Linked DNA regions of Mus musculus: region 1 is linked to region 2. The links are chromatin contacts, called in public Hi-C maps. All regions are on one chromosome and are shown on one strand. The core of a region is the stretch at or near the end of the contact, and the rest is flanking DNA. Distances in the headings are between cores, read along the strand shown.

Region 1 (5,207 bases), core at 2,670-5,169, 160 kb after region 2:
TAACTTGGAATTTTATTGGATCTATTTCTGAAAAATTGTTCACATGTATTTCTATTACCCCTTTCATACAAATCTTAAAGTCTTATGAATATTTTAATTTCAATATCACTTAAAACTACTCTAATCTTTAAATTACCTGTTAATAGAACATATTCTTGTTATTTTCAGCCTAGGAGTGTCTTTTTCTGAAAAACTCTTACATTTGATTAACCAAGCCCAAACAATCTCTCGTTTTAATCATTCATAATTTATAATATGACAGTTTTAATTGTTTATAATAATTTATAATTCATCATCCAGCTGTTCTGTATAACACTTACTTGTATGTAACACTGCATGGACTTTGTCATTGTGTCTGAAAGTTTTAATCCCAATATTCAGAAGGATGAGGCATGAGAATCTTAAATTCAAGGCCAGCTTGGAGTATTTAGAGATGTCCATGGCAACCTATTCTTTAATAGGCAACATTTCACAAAAGAAATGCACTCAACCCACTGTTTTCATGCTTATTGCCCATGCTCAATCTATTATGCATATTATAACAAAATAAACAGCATATATATGATCATATAATATACAACATATAATATGTAATAGAATGGAAATTCTCTCAGAACAGGAATGCAATTTATGTCATTTACAGTGACTTTCTTGTTGACTGAACTCCATGGTCACAACAAATATTAAACTCAGCCAACCCTTTTATAACAATAGAAATAAGGTCATAAAAATCAAATAAAAATCTAAGGTGGCCAGTTAGAGTTTTAGATAAATAACATATTTTTCATTTGTGTCTCTTTTTTAGATCTTTGGGATAAACTTATTCTAAATCAAATGTTGTATGCTCTGAATTTTAAATGTAATTGGAGATTGGATATACTGGATTTATCTGAAGTTATTAACTAAAGACATAGAAAATTCAACATCAGATCTCAAGTCTCCAAACTGGCAGCTCCAGCCACATTTCCTAGTACAGAGAAATGAAAGTTGTAATCTTCTATAGGCATCTTTCCCTCTGTTATTCTTAGGCTGCCTTTCCTATGCCTACTTTTCCTTATCCTTGCCTCAAATTTCAAAAAAAGATTTCTTATTTTCATCTGTCTCAGAGTCATTTTTCCAAGCGAGGTGGTTTAAACTAGCCTTTTATATCATGAATTATGACTTCTAGGAGTTTATCAAGCTGTCACAGGTATCCACAACTGGCTCTAGAGTAGATCCAAGTACACCTTCATCTCTTGGTTAAACTTCAACAGACCTCTCTATGGCAACGGACTGAACCTTTAACCCTGCCTTCAGCAGTAATCTCAGACTCCCATATCTACACTATTTGGTTTTATATTTTTCTGTGGCTTTAAAGCTATAGTTAATTTTCAAGCTTTTATTTTACCTTTTACTAAAGACCACAGTTAAGAACCAACAGATCCCTTCCTCTGGAAGTTGCAAACCTTCTTCCTACAGGCCTTCTCCAGGGCAGTAAGGGAATCTATACTCTGCTGTTTAATTTGAAGTGTGGGAAGGATGACTCCCACTCTCCTGTGTTCTTATATAGGTTCCCTTAAAATGACATTTTACGGTTGCCTGTATGACCAGGCATTTCTAGTCCCTCCTAGCTTTAACGGTTTTGTTATCTCTACTATCTCAAACTCTTCATGATGGTACTTTTATAGATAGCCATTATATTTTGATTACACTTTTGTTGGTCAATAGCCTTGCTTCCAAGGTCTAATTAGGCTGAAAGTTGCCAAATGAATCTCTTTCAATTGATTATTTAAAATATCCAATACCTGAAATCTAACATTTTATTCAGAATTATTAATAACCTTACCCAAATTCACCCTTCCCAAGTTTCCAAATAAACCCATGGCTTCATAGAACACTTGGTTGACCTAAATAAAACTTCTGGACTCACCCTTCACTCTTCAATTTCCTCATACTTTGTAGGTGATCTGTCAGCCAGTCAATCTAAAGTATATCTCTAGCAATACAAATTCAATCTCACATAGCCACCTATGTAGACTTTGTATTTGAAACAACAAAAATGCCACTCAATGACTGACTCCCAAATTCTAAATCCATTCAACGTCTTCCCTAGCATGTTTAGAATAAAATTTAAAAAATTTTAAAGCATTTCACATTTTTATATTTAATCCTACAGTATATGATTCACGTTGCTTCACACCCCACTCCTTCCTTTTTCTCCACTGTTGCTTTAGTCCATGTGTTGCCCTAAGGTCTTTTATGCATCAATCCATTAACACTTCCCATTAACATGATGCTTCATGTTTCTACATTATCTTTTCTCAAAATATCTGTATAACTTTGGGCTGTAATTATGTGTAGCTAGAATTGAATGTGCCATCTAAGGCAATCTTTCTTATGATTATATCTTGTTCAGTTTCATTCTTTGGTTCTATGAGAGCTATAGAATTGATATAAGTTAATTTACTTTCTAATGTTACAATATTTGTGTGCATTCATTGATGAGATGATGCACATTTTATTAATAATTCTATAACTACAGTGAGTAATTCTTTACAATTATGCAAACACCTATGCTCTGTTTCTTTTTTCTTTCTTTATTCTTCTAATTCTGAATTGAAATTACAAATAGGACAATGTTAGGTAAGCATACTCTTGCAAGAATTATAATCTGATCTTACCTGATATTCTTATTCCAGGAACACTCAGTTCCAACATTGGAACTTTGGAGGTGATAACATCTCTCTTACATTTTTCAACATTTCCATCATTTAGAACCATGTCTACAATCTCACTAAGCCAAGTAGTACCTGTAACAGAATCCATGATCAGATTCTTTGTCTTTTTTTTTTATTAGAAATTTTCTTTATTTACATTTCAAATGCTATCCTGAAAGTCCCCCATACTCTCCCCCCACCCTGCTCCCCTACCCACCCACTCCCACTTCTTGGCTCTGGCGTTCCCCTGAACTGAGGCATATAAAGTTTGTAATACCAAGGGGCCTCTCTTCCCAGTGATGGCTGACTAGGCCATCTTCTGCTACATATGCAGCTAGAGACATGAGCTCTGGGGGTACTGGTTAGTTCATATTGTTGTTCCACCTATAGGGTTGCAGACCCCTTCAGCTCCTTGGGTACTTTCTCTAGGTTCTCCTTAGGGGCCCTGTATTCCATCTTATAGATGAGTGTGAGCATCCACTTCTGTATTTGCCAGGCATTGGCATAGCCTCTCAGGAGACAGCTATACCAGAGTCCCTTCAGCAAAATCTTGCTGGCATATGCAATAGTGTCTGGGTTTGGTGGCTGATTATGGGATGGATCCCCAGGTGGGGTAGTCTCTGGATAGTCCATCCTTTCGTCTTAGCTCCAAACTTTGTCTCTTTGTCTTAATGGTTTGGTTATTATTTAATGATTTACACTTTGAGAAACTCACACATGTAAACATGAAACATTTTTGTTATTTTAAAAAAAAATACTTTTTGAGATGACAACACCATGACATCATTTGCCCCTCCCATCCCTCCCTCTAAATTCTAACATGTCCCTCCACAGTCCCCATACCAGCTCTGAAGATAGGATTCATCTCACTTCTGTGGCCACTCACACACATACACAAGTTCCCCACATATAAACAGCTATACATATACACATGAATAAAAGAAAAATGTAAGACAAAAAAGGCAGATTAAACCTGGATTTTTCAGGATGAAGGACTCACCTGATTTAGGGTAAGTGGTTATTACAATGTCACCTGGTGTGCTCTGGAACTCTTCAATCCTTTCCCAATTGAGTGCAAAAGCATAGATCATGGGGTAGCCATGGATCATCTTCAGATCTTTTCTCCAAACGTCTTCTGAGGCACTCATTTTTGCAGCAGGCTGAACAGAAGGAATAGAAGGAGTAAAAATCAGGTTCTGTGTGACAAGTGTTAAACTTAAGACTATATAATACAAAGTGAACTTTGGCTTTATCACAGTACACACGGAAACACGAAGGGTAACTTGTGGGTGTAACACTACAGACTGGCAAGGGCAAAAAATGCTTCTATGAAAACATAACAAAGGTTTTCAAAATAAGCTTTTAAGAGAAGGGGGATTATGCCTCAGTAAATTAAATCATTTTAGACAGATATATTCTAGAAAAAAAACCCTCCATTTACACTAAAATATTAGCACTTTAGCTGATATTTTAGTGTAAGTGGAGGTAACTTTAGAGTTAGTTTATTGTCATTCTGAGTTTTACACTGAAAACCCTGCATACATTTTGTCCTCTTCTAGGAATTGTTTCTTTGTCACTAGTCTTAAGGAAATGATGCAGGATGCTATAAATCTCTGTGCATGCCCACACATGCAACTGTAGGCTTCAGCTATATGAGCACCTTGGAATTAGAGGTATTTTGATTTCTTTTTAATTTGATTAAGTTACCCATAAAGTCTTAATTTTTAATTTAGCTTCTAGTACTGTTTTATATTTATAACATAAACTGACATATCAGAAGTAAGTTCTGGTCTGTGTACATATGCCTGTGCTATTGGTCTCTTCTGAGATCTTATTAGAAAATCACGGTATCCAGGTCCCAATTTAGGCTTAGGATCTACATTTTAATGAGATCCTGAAATTCTCTGTAATAAGCAATGCCTTAAAATTTAAGAAAGATGATTCTAAGTCACTTTAATTAATCTCTACCAATGTAGTTCATAGATATGTAATTGACGAAAGTGGATTCAGTGTCAAGAAAATATATTGCTTTTTTTTTTTTTACCCATTATCACCATTCCTTACCCAGTCTTTTTAAAAGTTGTTTTATTTACATTCCAAATGTTGTGCCCCCTTCCCAGTCCCTCTTCCAAGAGTTCTTCACCCCAATCACCTCTTTACCCAGTCTTAAGATGTGCCTTTCATTTTGTATTTGGAATGAGGAAGCAGCTCTATCCTGTCCAGAATCACAAAGGAGGAGTGGCCACCAGGAATGGACTTTGGCCTGCTCACTGACTCATGCTGCTTATGTACTGTGGGCTCAGCCCTGTGTTTTAAAAGAGCTGTAACTTAACCCATGCATATAAGAGTCTTTTTGTTTTGTGAGGGGATTTCTTTTAAGTCAAGGAATTATTTCTTCTCCACCTAGACCTCAAGCTCCTCACATAGGAAAACTCTAACAGCAGTAAATGAAGTGTGTACCGTGAGAACAATCCATGCACGCAGTTCTGAACAGAGCCACCGCACCAGGGA
Region 2 (4,969 bases), core at 69-2,568:
TAGGAATAGACAACAGGTACTAAAAATGTGGAAAGAACATTCTTAAACTTTTGGTCATATTCTCACAACCCACACCACTTAATTTTCAAAACTGATACTGGCCTAGGTAAAAGAAATTAATTTCTTCAATATTACACACACACACACACACACACACACACACACACACACACACACATCATTCTTGAATCTACACGGATCAAAATTTGAGTACCTGGCTAGGGTCTTGTTAAAATAGAGAAACCTTTTGTATTAAATGAGATAAAAAAATATTTAGGGACTAAATGCTTCTCTTTGTCACCATATAGCTAACTAGAATGTCTTATATCAGGACTACTACCGTCTTCTATTTGATCAATAATATGAGCTTTTACAGAGAGTTTGTTAGCTAATATAATTACATTTGACCACCTGTAAAAGACTCCACTTTGTACTTAACAGAAATGCATCTTAATATACATGTGAAACATGTTAAGCCTGTGAAGAGAAGCATAACTTACCTAAAGTTTCGCTGTAAAACTGACCCCATTTCTTCTCCCTAAATGTCTGGAAACAAAAGTCAAAATAAAGCATACATATCATATTTTTATCCCTCTCTTTGAATGTCATTTGGCCACCTCATCCTGACAAAATTACAGGTACATAAGAGGCAGGGAGAGGAAGTCCTCCACTGTATTTTTCAAGTTGTTAGCCAGGGAAAAGCCAAGACTATATAGAAAAGGAATTTGGTGCAGTTCAGCTATGAGCTCCCCACAGGGACCAACAGCATCTGACAAAGTAACATCAAACTTGGATTCTTGGAGTTTTGCCATGAGCTGTTTGTTTGAAACTGTGTTTTTACAAAGAATTAGAGATTAATCAGAATATTCATCAATTATATTTTGTAGTAAAGGGGAATATGATAAACATGTATCTCTTGGAAACTCATAAGTCCATATATCCACAACACTAGCAAAAATAATTTCCATGTCATCATTCCTGAAGGATGTAGAAAAAGTTTCAAACTTAAGGCCAGGCAATACTGTGGGATCAAGAAAAATGGAAATTGAAGGTCTCAGAATAGTGACTTCATGGCCCTTCTGTACAAGTTCATCCAGTATTATCTTTATATTCATCCAGTGACTGTAGTCCACCAGCCACAACAACACCCTCCCATACTTTGCAGATCTGAAGCAGCAACTTATCTGCAGCAGCAGCAGAACAGAAATCCACTTCCAAAGCATCCTGAAAATTAAAGTCCTTCTGTTCAGAGTGTAATCCCTTTTGTCACTGCTTGACCTTTTATCCAAGAAGCATTAGCCAAGAAGTTAAAATATAACTGGCACTGCTCAAAGCTGATAAGGAAATGAACATTACTGTGTTGATAGAAAAACATGAGTTTATCTGCCCCTCTAGATACCCCAGAGTCTGAAGGTCTCCCAGGAGATCTCCTGTACTCAGGGCAAAAGGTAAGGGACCCTCCCAAATAATTGTAGCAGCTGGGAACCCTGATGATCCCAGCAGACTCAGAACACATCCCCTCCACTCGAACTCCACCTGCCCCCTAGCCTGAGCATTCCACGATGACAGGTCATCAGCTTGTCTGCTACTGTGAAGACCCCACAGTCTGAAGGCCTCCAAAAAGATCTGCTGCACCCAGGACAACAAATCATCAGCTTGTGTGCTCCCAGAAGGCCCCACAGTCTGAAGACCTCCAAGGTTATCTGTTACAGTCAGAGCCACTGGTCTCCCACGAGATGGAAAGCAACCCATTGACAGATGAGTCAGACTCCATACTGAGAAACCTAGACCAGTTAGCACCAGAGATAAGCAGATGGTGACATGCAAGCACAAGACCATAAGCAATAAAGCCAATATACTTTGGCAGCATGAGAACCCAGTTCTGCCACCACAGTAAGCCCTGGATATCACAACACACCTGAAAACCAGGATGCTGACCTAAAATTCTATTTCATGAACATAATTGAGTCCTTCAAGGAGGATATAAACCTCCCCCCACCCAAAAAAAAAATACAGGAAAACACAGGTAAATAGGTAGAAGCCTTAAAAAGGAAACAAATAAATCCCACAATAATGGTGATACCTAAACCACACAAAGACACAACAAAGAGTGAAAACTCCCAACTAATTTACGTTTGTGAATATCAATGCAAAAATACTTAGGAAAATTCTAGCAAACTGAACCAAAGAATGTATCAAAACCATCATCCACCATGATCAAGTAGGCTTCATCTCAGACATGCAAGGTTGGTTCAATATATGAAAATATATTAATGTAACCCACTATATAAGTAAACTCAAAGAAAAAAATCACATGATCATCTCATTAGATGCTAAAAAAGGCTTTGACAAAATACAACTCCCCATCATGTTAAAGTATTGGAGAGATACTTAAGGTCCATTCCTAAATATAATAAAAGTAATATACAGCAAACAAACAGCCAATATCAAATTAAAAATGGAGAGATACTTAAGGCAATCTCACTATAATCATGAACAAGACAAGGCTCTCCCTAGCCCTAGCTCAGAGATCTAGGAGGTACAATTTGGAAAAAAAGAAGTTAAGGTATCATTATTTCTGGATGATATGATAGTATGCTTAAGTGACTCCAAAAATTCTTCCAGGAAAACTCTACATCTGAAAACTTAAACAAAGTGGCTGGATATAAAATTACAAATCAGTATCCTTTCATTTATACAAATGATAAATGGAGTGGAGAAAGAAAATAAATGACACACTTCACAATAGTCACAAATATAAAATATCTTGGGGTAATTCTAACCAAATAACTGAGAGATATGTATAGCCAGAAATTCAAGTCTCTCAAGAAAGAAATCAAAGACCTCAGAAAATGTAAGTATCTCCCATGCTCATGGATTGGTAGGATTAACATAGTTAAAAAGGCTACCCTACCAAAAGCAATCTACAGATTCAATGCAAACTCCATCAAAATTCCAATAAATTCTTCAAAGACAAGGATAGAGCAATTCTGAATTTCATATGGGAAACAAAGCCCAGGATAGGAAAAAAAAAAAAAAAACAACAACCATGTTTAACAATAAAAGAACTGGGAGAATCAGCATCCCTGAACTCAAGCTGTACTACAGAGCAATAGTTATTAAAAACTGCATGGTATTGGTACACAGACAAACAAATTGATCAATAAAATAGAATTGTAGACACAGAAATAAAACCACACACTTAATTGACACTTGATCTTTGACAAAGAAGCCAAAAATATACAATGGAAAAAAGAAAGCATCTTCAATAAATGATGGTCTAACTAGCAGTCGGAATACCAAAGAGTAAACATGGTGGGATTCATGGCTCCAGATCCATATGTAGCAGAGGATGGCCTAGTTGGACATCAATGGGGGAAAGTCCCGTGGTCCTGTGAAGTCTCTATGCCCCAGTGGAGGGGAATGTCAGGGCCAGGGAGCAGGAGTGGGTGGGTTGGTGAGCAGAGAGGGGTGGGAGGGAATAGGGGGCTTTCAGAGGGGAAACCAGGAAAGTGGACAATATTTGAAATGTAAATAAAGTAAATATCTAATAAAGAAAAGAAAAGGAAAAACCCTTGTGTCAGAATCGCCAAACTTTAAATGTACAGAGTATATGATCTTTTACCTAGAGTCAAATTAATTCAACACATGAATAAAATGCATTACTAAAATGAAGAATTCAATGAAGTCAAAATCTTAAGCCTTTCCTAAAATATTTAAATGTAGAGATTTGTTAATAAAATTTGAAATTATTATAAATATATAAAACATTATAGAAGCTACAAGATGTGAAATAAAGAAAGTAATTTTTGTTGTAGAAAAATATCTCCTAGCATTAAGTTATGATGACTTTGAATGAATGACTTTCATTTTTGTTTTGTCTGGGAGACAAGTCAATCAAGCTGAGCAATAAGAAATCCATTAAAATTATTGTCACCTTTAAAAAAAGTAAAGAATAGAAAAATGAAAATAGGCCTTCTGGTTTCCATCTCTGCCTGTAGCAGATCCTCTGACAATATACCCATAGCACCAGTAGGGAGCAAACCTCCCAGGAGTGCCTATGAGTGCAGGTAGGTCCACCACTGCTGCTCAGAGGAACCTGCCCAGAATCCTCAGGACACAGGAGCTGAGGCGTTGCCTTGGACAGGAGTTTTCTGGTCTCTGTCTTCACCTAAGAGCTGATCCTGTACCATAATTCTCCATACCCAAGTCCCTCCCGGGGAGAACTGGTCTCCTAGGAGTACTGACACACAGGCTTGCAGGAGGGACAAGACAAAGTCAAAGACAGCAAGACCAGTTTTTTGTTTGTTTGTTTGTTTTTGTTTTTTGGCTTTTTGAGACACTCTTTCTCTGTATAGCCCTGGCTGTCCTGGAACTCACTTTGTAGACCAGGCTGGCCTCGAACTCAGAAATCTGCCTGCCTCTGCCTCCCAAATGCTGGGATTAAAGGGGTGCACCACCACACCCGGCTGAATTCTTATTCTTTTCTTTTCTTTTTTTTGCAAGACCAGTTAACACCATAGATAACCAGATGGTGAAAGGCAAGTGTAAGAACATAAGCAGTAGAAACCAAGACTACTTGGTATCATAAAAACGTAGTTCTCTCACACAGTGAATCTTGATTACACCAACACACCAGAAAAGCAAGACTGATTCAAAATCACATCTCATGATGATGATAGAGGAATTTAAAAAGGACATAACTAACTCCCTTAAAGAAATACAAGAGAACACAGGTAAACAGGTAGAAGACCTTAAATATAAAACACAAAAATCCCTTAAAGAAGAAGTTATACAGACCTTAAAAGAACACAAATGCCAACCCAGACTACCATACCCAGCAAAACTCTCAATTACCATAGATGAAGAAACCAAGATATTTTGTGAGAAAACCATATTTACACAATATCTTTCCACAAATCCAGCCCTACAAAGGATAATAGGTGGAAAATGCCAACATAAGGAGGAA

What was found. Hi-C and Micro-C count contacts between places; a contact is called where the count stands out from the background.
Region 1: a Hi-C map of liver shows a contact between it and region 2, with 2.7 times the contacts expected there. The contact joins the promoter of Sult1b1 here to the enhancer-like site in region 2. A contact is called at or near these places in 1 of 39 promoter capture datasets (liver), 1 of 484 Hi-C or Micro-C datasets (liver), 1 of 115 datasets of contacts at active chromatin or transcription factors (liver) and 2 of 9 other capture datasets (adipose tissue and pancreatic islet).

What each region holds. Positions count from the first base shown.
Region 1 is chr5:87,531,241-87,536,447 of GRCm38.p6, forward strand. Sult1b1 (sulfotransferase family 1B, member 1) reads right to left here and starts at 3,920. Exons shown (of 7, transcript NM_001382837.1): 1 at 3,697-3,920; 2 at 2,661-2,789. The coding sequence starts at 3,844.
Region 2 is chr5:87,378,698-87,383,666 of GRCm38.p6, forward strand. It overlaps the pseudogene Gm21049. Among named protein-coding and RNA genes, the nearest start is that of Ugt2b38, 43 kb to the right of the region's middle. Within about 2 kb of position 1,319, at least 11 of the 459 cell types and tissues checked have an H3K27ac peak or open chromatin away from gene starts, as enhancers often do. A contact at or near this core is called in liver, where this site is marked.